Linked DNA regions of Mus musculus: all the other regions are linked to region 1. Evidence: chromatin contacts called from public HiChIP or PLAC-seq and promoter capture Hi-C data. All regions are on one chromosome and are shown on one strand. Each heading gives the region's core, a stretch centred on a gene start, on an enhancer-like site or on the middle of the called end of the contact. The rest is flanking DNA. Distances are from core to core; before and after follow the strand shown.

What was found. Promoter capture Hi-C pulls out the DNA fragments that hold promoters and counts their contacts. HiChIP or PLAC-seq counts read pairs in DNA pulled down with a chosen protein or histone mark.
Region 2: an HNF4G HiChIP or PLAC-seq map of pancreatic cancer cells shows a contact between it and region 1. The contact joins the enhancer-like site here to the promoter of Ddi2 in region 1. A contact is called at or near these places in 3 of 484 Hi-C or Micro-C datasets (CD4 T cells, CD8 T cells and memory CD8 T cells), 5 of 115 datasets of contacts at active chromatin or transcription factors (the 230-238 cell line, embryonic stem cells, extraembryonic endoderm stem cells and 1 more) and 1 of 9 other capture datasets (liver).
Region 3: a contact with region 1 is called in a promoter capture Hi-C map of liver, with 4 times the contacts expected there. The contact joins the promoter of B330016D10Rik here to the promoter of Ddi2 in region 1. A contact is called at or near these places in 3 of 39 promoter capture datasets (cranial neural crest, liver and pre-B cells), 8 of 484 Hi-C or Micro-C datasets (B cells, CD4 T cells, CD8 T cells and 4 more), 6 of 115 datasets of contacts at active chromatin or transcription factors (the 230-238 cell line, effector CD8 T cells, embryonic stem cells and 3 more) and 2 of 9 other capture datasets (adipose tissue and liver).

The regions. Positions count from the first base shown.
Region 1 is chr4:141,722,078-141,725,063 of GRCm38.p6, forward strand. Ddi2 (DNA-damage inducible protein 2) reads right to left here and starts at 1,342. Exons shown (of 10, transcript NM_001017966.2): 1 at 980-1,342. The coding sequence starts at 1,117.
Region 2 is chr4:141,563,880-141,567,187 of GRCm38.p6, forward strand. No RefSeq gene overlaps it. Among named protein-coding and RNA genes, the nearest start is that of B330016D10Rik, 19 kb to the left of the region's middle. Within about 2 kb of position 1,627, at least 66 of the 459 cell types and tissues checked have an H3K27ac peak or open chromatin away from gene starts, as enhancers often do. A contact at or near this core is called in embryonic stem cells, extraembryonic endoderm stem cells and pancreatic cancer cells, where this site is marked.
Region 3 is chr4:141,544,811-141,547,634 of GRCm38.p6, forward strand. It overlaps B330016D10Rik (RIKEN cDNA B330016D10 gene), which reads left to right and starts at 1,352. Exons shown (of 1, transcript NR_030695.1): 1 at 1,352-2,824.

The DNA.
Region 1 (2,986 bases), core at 92-2,591:
GATCCTTCCAGAAAGAGCTGCATGCCAAGGTTCTAAAGTTCACATTGTGTGAAGGAATGGTACTTCTGAACACAATATTGACACGCAGAGTTTACCGTAAGTCAGGACAGAACAGGCAGTCGTTGGGCAACAGTTTTTGGAACTATTTCATAATTGCAGAAGGAAATCAAGATTTACATTCTGGGGCCTTGGGAGCTGTCTATAATTTTCTGGTGTTTAGACTACACCCAGCGGGGGCCACTTTGGTTAGAATCTTAAGGGATTTAGTGCAAAGGTTACAAAATAGTCCACCTATTGTTTGATGAAGTCTACTAAGGACACCAAAGCATTTTGAGAATATATTTTCTTGTTAAAACATGAGAAGGCTGAACTCCTGGCCGCCGAATCCCTCGGGGGTCTTCAGACAGTAGGCCATTTTCAAGCTAATATCCTTCGAAAGCACTGAGCTTTGAACTGACCCAACTAAACTGGGCCCAGAAAGGAGGAGGGCTTTGGCCTGAGAGAAGCAGACAGACTGAGTTAACCTAACCATTACTTTAATTAATATATGACATATATATATGTGTGTGTGTGTATACATATATAATAAATTAACCAAAAATGTATGCATTTCCAGAGACGTCAATGGCAGAGTGAGTCTCAAACTTTTTCCCCTCACTTTCAACCGCAAATCTGCATTCTCCCAGGTAGTAAACTGCGCATATTGGAGCGGTCCAAATAAGCGAACCCCAGGCAGGCGTCGTTCTCCCAGTGATCCAAACTGGTATTTCTGGTCGGAAAGTCAGGAGATCCCGGATGAGGACCCAGGCTCCCGAAGGCCAGAAGGTGGGGAGGGCTGCCCGCCCGCGCACGTGCCCCTCTAGCTGCAGTGGGTGCATCCACGGGCGGCTGCAGGACTCGGCCCCCGCCGGCCCCCAGCTCCCCCCGCCCCCGGCCACAGCGGCCGGAGGCCCCCGCTCGCTGCCGCACCCCGGCGTACCTGGCTCTCGGCGGCGGGGATGCCGGACTCGAGCTCGCACAGCGCGCGGAAGTTGTGCAGCTCGAAGTCGGCGTCGACCTGGAGGGAAAAGGTCACCTCGGAGAGGTCCCTCCGCACACAGTACACGGTGAGCAGCATGGCCCGGGCCCGACCCGGCTCGACTCGGCCCGGCCTGGGCGCTGGGCGGAAGGCAGTCGGCGGCTGGGGAGACCTGGCGGCAGCGGCGGGAGGGCGACGGGCGCGGGCTGCTCGCTCGCTCGCTCGCTCGCTCCTTTCCTCCCTCACACGCGCGCAATGACTCACTCGCTCCCGCCCTCGGCAGCCAGCGCGGCCGCCGCCACCCGCCTGCGACGCCGTCTGCCTGCCTGCCGGCCTGCCTCCCACCGCTGCCGTCAAGCTCGCGGGCCGCCCGCCCGGCGCCCCGCCCCGTCGCAACGCCACGGCCGTAAAGCGCGCCAGGCTGCCGGCAGCCTTCGCGACGCTAGGCTGTGGGGCAGGGCGGGGCTGGGGAGACTGGAGGGAGGAATGGGGATGCGGGGTGGGGGAACCCCACGATTTAATGCTTGAGCTCCGGAGTATTCCAGGATCCCAGTCCCAGTTAGTCATCCAACGGGGACCTACTGTGCGAATGGCGTGTGCATAAAAATGGTTGAAAGACAAATTAAGCACATCTTTCTAAAACAGAGTTTTCGTAATGGAAGTTGTCATTTCAGTAATATTAACTCGGTTTCGACTTGGTAATGAATGTAGGACGAAAATCCAGATCCTTTGCTGTGCTCGAGGCCCATCCCAGCCTGCGGGCTGGCATGGCTGCGCTGGCAGCCACACACACACAGCACAGTTCTTAGTTAACTCACTCTCAGACTGCATCCAGCACTGGACGTTTACTGGGTACGGTTTAGAATTTACTCCGTATACTGGGACTGGTAGCGCAAACCTGTAATCCCAGCTACTCAGGAGGGTGAACAGAAGGCTGGCAAATTCCAAGCCTGCCTGGATCATAAGTGTTCCAGTCTGAACAATTTACTTTAATGGTATAGATAAAATACCTTGTTGACATCTTGCCTACCAGGACCAAGCTCAACCTCAGCAGGACAAAAAGACAGTACTTGGGAAACAGTCGTTATTTTAGTGGCCACTCAATTCATAAGAAGATGTAGATACCAAGAATGGTAAAAATCCGAAAACATCTCCCGGGCCCACTAGGGTGGTCCACATTTGTAATCCCAGCACTCAGGAGTGTTTGGTTTCCAGTCCTGGATTAGGGGCTGAGGTATGCATTGTACAAATCAAAGGCTCAAGGTTCTCCTGACATCCCTCTGTCCCTACCTGGCAGGGACTCAGCTGCCCTTCCCCCAGAGACTCTTCTGCATTTAATACAGATATCATATCATATATGATATCATTGGTCTCTCTCTCCCCCCCACCCCCATTCTCTTTCTTTCTTTCTCTCTTTCTCTCTTTCTTTCTTTCTTTCTTTCTTTCTTTCTTTCTTTCTTTCTTTCTTTCTTTTCCCTCTTCTCCTTTCCCTTCCCATGGCGACTAATATGGCTTCCTTCCTCTCCTTCCTTGGGACCAGTGAATTCGTCCTCCTGACAGAAGCTTCCCAACCCAACAAACCCGCATTTACGACGAGCTAATCTGTCTTGAATTGGTTCATTTCACCATCATCCAGGAGCAGAGACTGCAGGATCACTACAAGCACAAGGATTTCCACTCCTGGCTCCGTGGAGCGAGGAGCCTCCTCCAGCAGAACAGGAAGGAAATGGGAAGCAGGGTGGCTGTGGATGCTGCAAGAACTTCACTTTGCAGAAAAGACAGAATACATAGGCGCAAGACTTTTACAAAAACAGAAGTGGAGACGCTGGGACCACAGGACAGGGCTGAAATCAAGCATCCGTGACAGAAAGCCCAGCTGCTGTGCCAAACGAAAAGAAAATTGCAATGAAAATGTCAGCTAGAGAGCCTTTCAAAATGGAGTTAGGAAACTTAAGTAAGGTTTGTGAG
Region 2 (3,308 bases), core at 377-2,876, 160 kb before region 1:
CTAGAATTTGATCTCCTTCATGGAGAATCCCATGGAAAATGACACGACTCTGTTCTAGGAACGGAGGTCAAGATGTCCCAGCTAGGGCTGGAGAGATGGTTCAGTGGTTATGAGCGCTGACTGTTCTTCCAGGGGACCTGAGTTCAGTACCAAGCACCCACATGGCGGCTCACAGCTGCCTGTGATTCCAGTTCCAAAGGATCTGGCGCCTTGGCACAGGCATGCCGGCCGAACACCAGTGCATATACAAATAAATAAATCTTTCTAAAAAGATACCCCAGCCGGGCGTGGTGGTGCACGCCTTTAATCCCAGCACTCAGGAGGCAGAGGCAGGCGGATTTCTGAGTTCGAGGCCAGCCTGGTCTACAAAGTAAGTGAGTTCCAGGACAGCCAGGGCTATACAGAGAAACCCTGTCTCCAAAAAAAAAAAAAAAAAAAAAAAAAAAAAGTCCTTTCCCACAATGCCTAGCGGTGCTTCGCTTTGTCTGGAACTCCAGACTGTACTCCCAGCCAGCCTGAATAAAGGCTTTCTTTCTGTCTTTTCATTGTCTGTTTCCTTTTGTTTTGTTTTGTTTTGTTTTTTGAGACAGGGTTTTCTCTGTGTAGCCCTGGCTGTCCCAGAACTTACTAGATAGACCAGGTTGGCCTCAAACTCAGGAGAGTTCATCCTCCAATCAGCCTCCCAAGTGCTGGGATTCAAGGTGTGTGCCAGGACACCTGGCAAGAAAAGGGTATTTTTAAATGAGGTTTAACCCATATACACACTTCCTTGAGTAAGACTTACTAAATCAGGCTACTGTGTCATCTGGAAAGGTGGAAGGTTTGAGCCAGCTGTTACTAAGAAGAGGGTGGATCCCTTGATCAGCAAGTGACAGCCAGAGAGATTTTGGGGTAGTAGCAACTGCTACCTTGCAGCTGAAGGGCCGGGAAAGAGAGCTTGCCCAGCCAATCTGAACCCTGAGGCTGCTAATCAACACAGCAAGAGAAGACTCTGTGGAGCTCCTGGTAGGCTCCCACTATGTAGACCATGCTGACCTTGAACTTACAGCAGTTAAGATCCTGTACCACGGGGGCTGGTGAGATGGCTCAGTGGGTAAGAGCACCCGACTGCTCTTCTGAAGGTCCAGAGTTCAAATCCCAGCAACCACATGGTGGCTCACAACCATCCCTAACAAGATCTGACGCCCTCTTCTGGTGTGTCTGAAGACAGCTACAGTGTACTTACATATAAATAAATAAATTTTTAAAAGAAAAAAGATCCTGTACCACTCTTGCTGAGAACTTGAATTGGCTCCCAGCACCCACTCGGGGTGGGGGGGTCGGGGGTGGGGGACGGACACGGGACAGGACTTTGGTTATTCGAGCTCCTGGGGATTCAACACCCTTTCCGGCCTCTGAGGCCCCCTGTGCTCTGGTGCATACACTTCAAGTACATAATTAAAAAAGAAAGAAAGAAAGACTTTAAAAAAAGAAACCTAGTTTTCAATGTGGGTTTCTAAGAAGATGCTAAATACAGAACTATGGAATGTAAGCTATTTCCCCTCCATACTTCCCCAGTCCTCAGAGCCCAAGAATGAGCTCCGACTTGAGAGAACAGAAAGCTTTTTGGTTTAAAATGCCGGGTGGGGCGTTGTTTCCCGCTCCGGCTGGGGCTGGAATCCACCCATTGTGATTCAGCTCTCCCCGCTGTTCCTTGGAACTAGTGAAGGACAAAGCCACAGCTTTCCTCACCTCTCTTAGAAAAGGCCACAAAAGACAGATTTGGGAGCTCTGTGGGTGGCTAAGCATTTGTGGGTTGATCAGAGGTTGGAAGTTATCTCATCTCCCGGCCTCCTAGTGAGTCTGAGGCCCACCTGGGCCACAGGAGACCCTGTCTAATATTTAAAAAAGAAAAGGAAAGGAAAAAAAAAAAAGGAGGAAAGCAAAGTGAAAACAAAGTCTAGCAGTTGGGCAGAGGTGACACATGCCTTTAATCCCAGCACTCGGGAAGCAGAGGCAGGCAGATTTCTGAGTTTGAAGCCAGCCTGGTCTACAGTGAGTTCCAGGATAGCCAGGGCTACACAGAGAAACCCTGTCTCGAAACAAAACAAAGTAAAACAAAACAAGTCCAGCAGTACTTATGGTCCTAAGCAGCGGCTACCAACCTGTGGGTTGTGACCCCTTTCATAAGGTAAGGGAGTGCTGAAAGACCCTTTTGCCTAAGACAATACCGTCGCAAAACACAGAAACAGTACAATTGAAAGCGGTAGAAAAATAACAGTTATGAAGTAACAGCGAAAATAATTTTCTAGTTGGGGGTCACCACAACGGAGGAGCTGTCTTAAAGAGTTGCACGAAGTGTTAGGAACGTTGGGAACCACTGGCCTAAGGTGATAAGCCATCCACTTTTAGAACCGGTTGATCCAATGCAGTTCACACTTTTGGGAAAAGGCCGAATTTGGCTCTGGGGGAAGTATCAATCTGAACAAGTAGGTTTGGTGATGAGTCCTCAGACTGCCAGGAGCCCCAGGATGGAAGGCAGGGATGGGAGTGGCTTATCTAGGGTCACTCCCCTAGCCTCAGCCCCCCCCCCCAACCATTAAGGAAATACAAGGGGCTGAGACTTAGCTGTAGGCATTCCCCAAGCGTAGCCTATGGCTCAGGAATAGTTTTTAAAGTCTACCCTAGTTGGGACTGAAGAGATGGCTCTGGACAGAGAGCATGCACTGGTTTTTTGATGTTGATTTGTTTTTGAGACATGGTCTCACTATGCAGCTCAAGTTGGCTGGCCTGGAGCTCACAGAAATCTACCTGCCTCTGCCTCCTAAGAGCTGTCATCGCAGCCGGCCTTCCTTGGTTCATTTTTAAATATTAATTTATTTGTATTTTATGTATATTGGTGTTTTGACTGTGTATATTTCAGTATGAGGGTGTCAGGTCCCTTGGAAACAGGATGTAAGCTGCCATGTGGGTGCTGGGAATTGAACTGGGGTCCTCTGGAAGAGCAGCCTGCTGAGCCATGTCTCTAGTCCACTATTCTTTACACACACACACACACACACACACACACACAGTACCTCCTAGAATGGAAGCACTCTAGGGCTTACTAACCCTAATTTAGAGGCACTTCCCAATGAGCTTGTATTTATTAATTCCTTCTAGACAAGACGCCCTCCATGCCCCCCTCCCTTGTAGCTGCACATGTCCTTACCTGGCAGAAGACACTATGTAGTCCAATGGGGTTGCGAAGGGATCCAACAACCCCCATACTGACATACATACAGTCCAAACACCAATATACAAAAAATAGGACTTGAGCCGGGCGGTGG
Region 3 (2,824 bases), core at 102-2,601, 180 kb before region 1:
TAAAAAACAAAACAAAACAAAAATGGTAAAGGATATTTCTAAAAATCCTAGTTATTCAACAATGTAATCCCCCCAAAATTTTTTTTAATGTTTTAGGACACTTTAAAAAAACCAACTCAGTATTTGCTTTATTTTCCTACTGGTGGAAAAATGATTTGAAAGACCCTATTAAATATAATTTCTGTTCAGAGAAACGTGCGGCAGGGATTCTCCAAATTTACAGACTGTATGACTCAGTGTTCATTTGCAACCCGTGTATTACAGCTTTGCTAGAATTCTACCTCTAGCCTGGCTTTCCACACTAATGGTTCCGGGAGGAACCGGTCACCAGCTCATGGTTCCCACCGGGAAGGCGGATCCGGCTCCGCCCAGAGCCCGGGCGGGTGACCTCACAGAGGTCAAGGGCGCTCACACACCTGCAGGCCGCTCCGCCACCCCCACGCCACCCCACGCCGGGGAGCAGCAGGGCCAAGGGCAGCCTGGGGTCTCCCCGACGTGGGGCTGTCACAACCAGCGTGCTTTCTTCACGGAGACTCCTGGCTCACACTCCGCCCCACACTAATAACCCGAGAGGCAATTTCTCTGGCTGCCCTTCAAACTCTGGGTTCACATAGGTGGGCTCCATGACAAGTGGGGTTTTGGGTTTCTTAGTTTCCCCGCCCCCCACCCCCAGGAACCCACAGCCCTGACAGTCCTTTCCACTACACTTCTTGGGAAGTGCGATCGCGGTCACTGTGGTCACCGCGGCGCAAGCCCACGGCGAAGGGAACCCGAGCGGCCCGGCGAGCTCCGTCTGCACACGCGGCCCGCCAGCAAGGGCACCTTCGCCTCCGCTTTCCAGGCGAGAACAATGCGGCAGCCCAACACCCGGGGCCTGCAGGGTCTCCAGGTCCATCGGGAAACTCTCAAACGTGGATCGGGAGAGGGTGGGCAAGACGACCCCACTGCCTCGGCTTTGTCCGGCCTGCCTCCAAGCCGGAGGGACCCGTTTTCGAGACTGGGGGGGGGGGGAGGGGGGGTTGAGAAAGGAGGACAGGACAAGAAGGTCCTCAGATCCACTTCTCATCACACAGGCAACGCGGAAAAAAAAAAAAATGCACGGCGCCGAACTGCGCACGCGCGCGGCAAGGCCACCCATTTCTCTCCCTCCTCCCAGCCCCTCCAAGGAACGCGAGGTCGCCCGAGTGCGCTTGCGCTCGCCGCGGAGGGAAACGTTGGAGGGGGAGGCAACCTTTCCATTGTGAGAGAGCACCGCCCCCGCGGACCCGCGCGCGCCCGCGCCACTCTCACAGTCTCCCGGGCGCGCGCCTGGGCCGCGGCCCGCCGCCGCCAGGCGCATGCGCGGGGTGGGATGACAGTGAAGGGTGGAGAAGGCCGCGGAGCTCGCCGCCGCTGCTGGCCGAGCTACCCTGAGAAGTTTCTGGAAAGAGGGCTACAAAGGGAACCTGAGGGGATGAATGGAAAGCGAGCCATTTTCTGAGAGAAGACAGCGAAAAGTCCCAACAAAAAGTACACGGCCTTAGCCGAGCCCACGACCGACGACACACTCCCATCCAAGGAGGAAGCGTGGGGACAAGGGAGCGGACTGGGAGACGCGGAATGGCGGGGACATTGAAAAGATGGAGGCGCAGCCGCCGGGGCTTGGGAGTGGCAGGGAGGCGCTAGGTCAGGGGTCCCCGAACCCCGTCCTCCTTAGCTCCGCTCCCGTGTGCGCTCTGACCTGCCCGTCTACACTCGGGGGGCCCCCGGGGTTCACGGGGATGTGACGCGCACACGCGCGCGAGCTCATGGACAGCGTGGGAAGGAACCCCGGCCGCGCGCGGGGACAGCGTCCCCACGCCACGGCCCGCCCGGCTGCCATTTTGTAGCGCGGCCGCCATTTTGCGCGGCCCGGGGGCGGGGGAGGGGCTCGGGGCGCGGCCCCGCGGCTCGCGATGGGCGTGGCCGGCGGCGGGCGCGGCCCCGGCCCCCTTTGTTCTCCGCCTGGGGGTCGCGAGGCCCCTCGGGCTCTGCAGCCGCCGCCGGCGCCGCAGCAGCAGCAGCGTGTGAACCGGGAGAGGCAGCCCCAGGGCGTGCGGGATCCGGGAGCCCATCGGAAGCGGGGTGTGTCCCCCCGTGCGAGGGATGACATCCTGCGTGGGGAAACTTAAATCGCCGCCGTGGGAAGCGGCTTACGGGCGAACCGGGCTCGGCATCCTCCACCTCTGCAAACAAAGTCAAGTTCGGTCCCGAAAGCAACAAAGGTGCCGAAACTCCGCGGAACCTAGCACCAGGAGGCGGGGCTCGTGCAGCCCACGAGGTGGAGGAGCGCTGAGAGCTCGGCTTCCATTGGCTGGCCCTCGGAGCACAAGGCTTTCAGGGCCCATTCTCCCTGACCCAGAAGCCTGAACAATAAATATGCTGTGATGGCTTTCTTCTGTCGATTTAACTTCCACTTATTTTCAAAAAGCTATGAGTTTATTAAAAATAAATAATAAAATACGTGCCTGACATCCATCGCCCTTTCACTTTCCGAAAAAGCAAATGTCTTCTTGAGGAATATTTAAAAATGCGAATCTTAGTTGTGTGTAATGCTGAAAATTCTGGCACTATTTCGCAAACCCAGAAAACTTGAAAAACGCTGCTAAATTTGACTTCCAGCTTTTGTGCAGTTTTCTTCCCCCTAATGGTTGACGTGGTTTTTCTTCACAAAAGCCTGGTATCATAAAGGAACCAGCCCGTCCTGACTCATCTATTTGTGTCTTGGCTACAGTAAACCTCTTTTTTTGTCTTCTCACTATGTGTAATTATGGCGACTGCTTATGTTTTCTGTAATAGTGGGGTA